Regions from separate parts of the Danio rerio genome. Here region 1 is linked to region 2. Evidence: chromatin contacts called from public Micro-C data. All regions are on one chromosome and are shown on one strand. Each heading gives the region's core, a stretch centred on a gene start, on an enhancer-like site or on the middle of the called end of the contact. The rest is flanking DNA. Distances are from core to core; before and after follow the strand shown. Region 1 holds the start of klf7b (Kruppel like factor 7b). Region 2 overlaps klf7b (Kruppel like factor 7b).

What was found. Hi-C and Micro-C count contacts between places; a contact is called where the count stands out from the background.
Region 1: a Micro-C map of caudal fin shows a contact between it and region 2, with 1.6 times the contacts expected there. The contact joins the promoter of klf7b here to the enhancer-like site in region 2. A contact is called at or near these places in 2 of 18 Hi-C or Micro-C datasets (caudal fin and hematopoietic stem cells).

What each region holds. Positions count from the first base shown.
Region 1 is chr9:30,066,303-30,069,644 of GRCz12tu, reverse strand. klf7b (Kruppel like factor 7b) reads left to right here and starts at 1,250. Exons shown (of 4, transcript NM_001044766.2): 1 at 1,250-1,707. The coding sequence starts at 1,606. The region is part of intron 1 of LOC141376143 (a long non-coding RNA gene); the gene reads right to left.
Region 2 is chr9:30,023,847-30,027,302 of GRCz12tu, reverse strand. It overlaps klf7b (Kruppel like factor 7b), which reads left to right. Exons shown (of 4, transcript NM_001044766.2): 3 at 1,043-1,166. All of the region lies in intron 1 of LOC141376143 (a long non-coding RNA gene), which reads right to left. Among named protein-coding and RNA genes, the nearest start is that of klf7b, 43 kb to the left of the region's middle. Within about 2 kb of position 1,627, at least 2 of the 62 cell types and tissues checked have an H3K27ac peak or open chromatin away from gene starts, as enhancers often do. A contact at or near this core is called in caudal fin, where this site is marked.

The DNA of each region.
Region 1 (3,342 bases), core at 1-2,500, 43 kb before region 2:
TAACATTAAGCACACACACACACACACACACCACATGTATTAAGATTAAAAATCTGAATGTAAAATGTGTCATCTTGTGTCATACATTGTGATGAATTTTAACACTACAAGCAAGTTCATATTAATTAGGCTACATTAAGAAACTAGATTCATAATAACTTTGAATAAAAGCTTTTGCTTGAATAATGGTTTGTTGAACAAAGATAAATCTGTTTACGACAGACAGACAGACAGACAGACAGACAGACAGACAGACAGACAGACAGACAGACAGACAGACAGACAGACAGATAGATAGATAGATAGATAGATAGATAGATAGATAGATAGATAGATAGATAGATAGATAGATAGATAGATAGATGAGCACGAATTAAGTAAACGTTTGCAGTATGAGCAGTCAGTTACAGGACTGCTATAGGCAACAATCATTATTTAGAAATATTACACTTTTTAGGTTGCGTTTTTATGGATTTCAGGAATTAACTGCTATTAGGAGTGTTTCTGGCTTGCCCACAGGGTGAAAAACCATCCTGATGAGTCAATTACCCTTTACAGAACAATAACCAGATCAGTACTGCAAATCAATGCCATCAATTGCGTTGCTGAAACAGTTGCAATGCTCTTTGCGGTAATTTGTGCCATTAGAGAAGCTAAAACTCATTTCTAAGTGCTAAGCCTCTTATTTCAGAATTAAAATGTTTAAAGTAGCCCCGATCTTGTCTGTGAAGCGCTTAATCCTACTACTTGTGAAACATCTGAGAAGATCTTCAGACTTTTTTTTCAGCATTCGCCTACGCTTGAACATTGCATCATAACATTAATTATTTTCCAAACGACACTTCCAACTTTATAGGCAGCTTTGCGCTGTGAGATACCCGTAATGTATCATTTCCAGCAGATATGACTACATAGAGACTTGCCTCACGTTACAATCTGCAACTTCTGCTTCTGTTTGTTGCGTTCTCTCCGGCCGTATGAGCGACGCCAGTGCGCTGCCGCTGCTATATAGCTCTCTAAAAATAGCTCACCTTTCACTGCCTTCTACGGCCCGATTGACAAGTGTCACGAGCCAATCGCGCTATATTATTCAGATTTCACTCCACCTCTTTAGCTATTTAAGCACCGCCTTACTTGGACGCCAGTGAGATCATCAACCTTATTTACCGTATATGGTCACGCACGGAATTGATTGACAACAAACCACGCCCCCTCGGCTCCCTTTGCTTCCTCTCGCTCGCGAGGCAGCGAGCCCAGCAACTTGCCTTGGTGATCCACGGCATTCAGGAGAAAGGCTACCTGGAATTTATAGCGCAAAAGACACAGAGGCAATGCGGAAATAGGTGGACACTTCATGTCACCGAGTTTGCATCCCACTCCCAGGCTGAGGATCTGAGAGTTCGCGGGGACTGCAATTAAGTGACAAGAATTGTTTTTTATTTTTTTCCTTCCTTTTTTTTCCATTAGCGCTTAAAACAACCAGCTTTAACTACACTTCACGGAGGATTTGAAGCATTCCTTTTTGCGTCTGACAGCGGGCTGAGAAGAAAACAATTTATACCTGAGGATCAAAGCATCAGTTTTGTTTTTCTTGTGAGCATCAACATGGACGTGTTGGCGAATTACAGTATTTTTCAGGAACTTCAGCTGGTGCACGACACGGGCTACTTCTCAGCGATGCCGTCGCTGGAGGAGAACTGGCAGCAGGTGAGAGAGTTTGCACGAAACTACTTGGACTGTTAGTTGTTTGCGTAAATAAGCATTGCTTATGTGCGCAGATGTACCTGATGGAAACATTCACAACTTCACCGTGCGCGCGCCTATCCAAAACACGCTGTCCAAATTTTTGCGCGTAGTGGATTTTAGTGATGCAGGTGCTGTGTTGCTGCTTTCATATGAAAGCATGAAGCTAGAACTCCGTTCCTTTTATTTTAGCGACGTGAAAGTGATTATTAGTGAGAAGAATAGTCTGCAATACGTTGTGTGCTAATGTAGTGTACTTCTTAGTGTTATACTCCAGGCAAAACAGAGTGACAGAATGAGACACGAGATGAATCATGTGCATTATTTCTGGCTGAAACTGACTGAATGGCGTTTTGTTAAAGGCGCACGTAATATGGATGGAGAAAGTAAGAGCTTCGCTAACAATAAGCGACTTGTTATTAAATAATGCATTCGCATCTGTCAGATTACTTCGTGTTTTTCAGCACGACGATATCAAGAGCAGTTCCCGATCGTCATGTATTATGTATTACCTCCGCCGCGAGGGTGCGCGCGTGAGTGGATGTGAGGAGAATGCATTCAAATCACACTTTTTTTTCTTTCTTTCTGAGAGCTGCTGTGCATCTGTATAACAATTTGCTGACTCTTGAAGGGTAAAGGTAATCAATGATAATAGCTGTGTTTTACATTTTTATGACATCCCACTTAAGCCTTCTGGAAGATCTGGTGGAAGTGATGCACATTGGGAAATATCTGTCAGGGTCATGTTTTAAGTGACATGAGGTCTGTGTAAAATCAATGCAAATCAATTGATTTGTGTCAGGCAATAATTGTTTAGTAGTTAAATACAGTACTGATAACATTGGGATTTGGATTTTGTATGAATTAAACAGCATTAATGCAATATTACGGTTTACCAATTGTGGTAGAAGGACTTCTGGAAATCGATGTGACGATGGGCGCCTCTGCAGGCATGCACCGGCTGTCTTGAGCTCATTGCAATTCCATGTGCTCAACTGCAGGGAAATGCAGCGAGTGGTTATTTATCGCTAGAGTGTGGACTTGAAACAGATCTACCCCTACCAGCAACTCACAAGGCAATTCTACACAACACAAATATTACCAGGTAGAAAATGCAAATATAGACATATTGGTATGAGTATCGAAGGAAAATATGAACCGGCGAAATCATCTTAATGATTAAATGAATATGTTGTGCAATAAGACAGTTCTGGTGTTAATCAAAGTCTTATGATCATATCAGATAATAGCTTGTGTGTGTGTGAAGCATTCATACCCTGCAGTGTTGTGAATTGGCTGTCCAAGCACACAAGATTTACAATTTTGCCTGCCGTTTGACACTTCTTTGGCCATGTGCATGATAGAAACTAAGAGAATTTGAGGGGGTAAAACACACACACACACACACACAAATCAAGATAGAGCTACGAAGCTAATAATAATTCAATAGAAACAAGCTCATGTTGTGAGCTTGTAAAACCTGCAGATGAGTTCATATGCCAGCGCCATTGGCAAAGATAGTTTAGAGACAGCAGATAGTATCAGCTCACATAAGTGGAGGAGGGGAGCAAAAAAATATTACTTGCATTTAATGATAAG
Region 2 (3,456 bases), core at 378-2,877:
ATATATATATATATATATATATATATATGACTGTAATAGACTATCAAGCCAACCTAAATATTTTGTTATAACATGTTATTTAAATGTAACAAATATTTATGCAAAAAATTACATGCAGTATATAAAACCCCTAAATCGCCATCCTACCTGGTGGTCAGCCTACTTAAGAAGCATGTTAGGCACTAATTAAATAAATAACTTTTTCAAATTGGGCAACATTCATTTTAAATGGAGCTGTACTGTAGTTAGTAACATTGGTGCACACAACATTTGCTTGAAAACCTGGCAGCTCTTGTGCTGTGAATACGGCATTGTTTCCCATTAAGCATCATTAAGACCCCAATTATCATTACCACCTCCAGATCTGAATCAGTGCCATCGACACCCTCCCCATTCCCACCCAGGCCCCAGGCTGAAGCCTGTTCTGTTCCCTAGGAACACTGCCACTGTGCCGGGACCCTCTCTTCGGGTGCTGAAATCCCCCCCTTCCTTCCTCACTCAAGGCCATATTTTAAATCTGAGGCATAAAAATACGGCATGTGGAACAATTGGTATCTCCTTTCCCATCTGTTTAACTTCATTTGAATTTCAGAGCTTACTGGGAGGGTGGAGAACATTTAGCACAAATGGCTTCATTTTGGATACTTGACTTTGGGTTATGAATTCGTTCTGTTATGGTGACTGAGCACATTTATGCAGCCCCTCTTCAGTTTAAGAAAAAATGTAAAACAGTGATTTGATTGAATCAAAATCTGTTTCATTTTCTTTCTTTTCTATATATATTTTACATTTGACTACTGAGAATGCAGGAGGTTTGAGCTACAGCGCTGTAATTTGGAGAACTGGGCAATAAATGGTGTGATCCGATTGGCTGGCTAGGATATGTGATTGAGAGAAACAGTAATGAATGATGTTGATAATGGAACTGCTGACTGTACTCACAGTGGCACAGCAGCAGCCTCGCTCCAGAGGCGCACCATCTGTGTACAGGTGTGTGTGAATGGTGAAGGGGGGATTAAATGATGTGTGTTTGTGCATGCAGGTGAGAAGCCTTACAAATGCTCCTGGGAAGGCTGTGAATGGCGTTTCGCACGAAGCGACGAACTGACGAGGCACTACCGCAAACACACTGGTGCCAAACCTTTCAAGTGCAACCACTGCGACAGGTAAGAGAAGCACAGCAAAAGCTCCAAAACTAGCTTTCAATAAAAGTAAGCAAGCATGCATGAATTTAACCCTTTTTAATTCTGTAACGCTCCCACACACAAACTCAACCACGCTAGTCCACAGTCCCCAAGTGCCTATAAACAAATTCCTCCAGTTATGAGACCACAGGACTAAACTCTCTCCCTCTCAAAGAATCCATCGCACCCTCCCTTCGGCTCTTGTTTTCTTAAATTCTCTCTGATGGCATGCACATAGCAGTGCTGCATCGGGCTCATTGGAAGTTAGCACAGGCCCGGTTCCCTGCTGAATAACTCATTCACAGTCTGGTCCTGTGATACCCATTACCGAATTACTGCGAATATCTCATTCTCACATTCTGTTCCACTTTCCTCCGTCCTCCCATCGGTACGGCGTATGCCCACACTGTGGCTCGAGTGCAGGGAGAAAGAGAAGTTATAGGCATGGGTATGCATTCCAAGGTAAGAGGAGTTACATAACAGTAATATAAAAGAGATGGAGAGAGGCACAGGAGAGGAAATGGATGCACGTAGAGCTCTAGAGGAAAGACACAGCATATTTGATGAGGGTTGTTTTTTTCTTTTTTGCCTGTATGCTGAAACATCAGCATGGAGTAAGCGGTTTTTGTAGGACATTATGTGGAATAAATAATCACAATTTGCATACTATTAGCAATGCACTAGTATTATAATTCTGGTCAATGCAATAGTGCAAAAACTATTTTGGTGTCATTATGGACTATAAGTGGGATATATTAACTTTATTTTGTCCAAAATATGGCATTAAAATTGACATTAGATAAAGATAACATTTAATAATGTTAATTAAATTGAATATTAATTAAATATAAACTTTATAGTTAGATGCAAATGCTATTGTTAGTGTACAAATGGTTGAAATGAGCAGTAGTTACAGGCCCACAGCCAGCCTGGTGAAAGGAGTGCTTCTTTTTTTTTCAAAAAGTGGACCTTTTTTTCTATTTCATTACGAAGTTAAGTATTTATAGTTTGAATACTGCATTTTAGTGACATTTTAAGCATAATTTATTTCTGGATTAGCTTGTCGGGTGGCCATCATAACCACACTTTATGATGTACCAAAAACATTTCCTAAATATTTAGAATAAAAAATATGAAAAAAATTATATTTATATGTATTATTTTATCATATATCATAAGGAAAAGATAAAGGAATCTGCTAAAGTTTTAAATTAAAAACTGCCTATTAAGGCTAAGTCGCCAATTTTTTAGCAAATAACAAACACGCCAGCACATTCAACTTTCCTCAGTTAGAATTTGGCCACTTGAATAACAAAAAAAAATTACATAATAATAATAATAATAAGAAGAAGAAAACCAACGTAGAGCTTCACAATTTTTCTAGCCTCTCTTGTAAAAAAAAGTACATCTGAAAATTCCTGGAAAACAAAAATAGCCTTATTAGTATTAAAATATACTTGTATATGCTTCAAAAATGACTTTTTGTGCATCACAGCTTTTTATTTGTAATTTTTTTCTTTAAAGAATAAGGTCCCAAACTTAGAATAAAAGTTATTTGTAAAATGTTTTCACAATTGAACAACAATACAGATGGTCAGTAGTGAAAGATGACGTCACTTACGTCATATTTTTCTCTGTATTAAAGCTTTATTCGATGAGTTATTTTCACAATTTATGATGGCAAAGCAGTCAAAATTGAAGAAATGAGCTCATGTATAGGACACTTTTTGGACCTTTATAAGTGAGGGGGTGGGTCTTTCGAACCACCCTAACCACCACTGGCTATGGGCCTGAGTTAAAGACATACATACATTTTACCTGACCAATAGCAGACAACAATGCCCATGTGGTACAGAAAGTGTACATGTTACTTCAAGAAGCAATAAATAAAACTTGGTGTTAAATGCAAATGGATACAATGAAAAAGTCTGTGAATCAATATTGACTTACTAAGTCCACATGCTTAAGTATGTAGCTTGCAATCACCAGCAAAATACAAAACACTTTGAGTGCGCTGGAGCATGCAAATTTAGGATGCAATTTAGATTTGTTTTTTCCTCAAATATTTTGTTGGCAGAAAAACTGCTCTCTGGGAGTCCAATCACCATTAAAGAGTTGTTTTTCAATGAACCATAAAAAGTAGTATGAAAAATATCAGGTTAATTTTAGTCTGGAAAGTTCCTCTACATTTTGAGGTTTTACATGACTATGGAACTATATTTAATTATTAATAGCTACATTTTGACACACACATCCAGGCGATGCAGAGGCA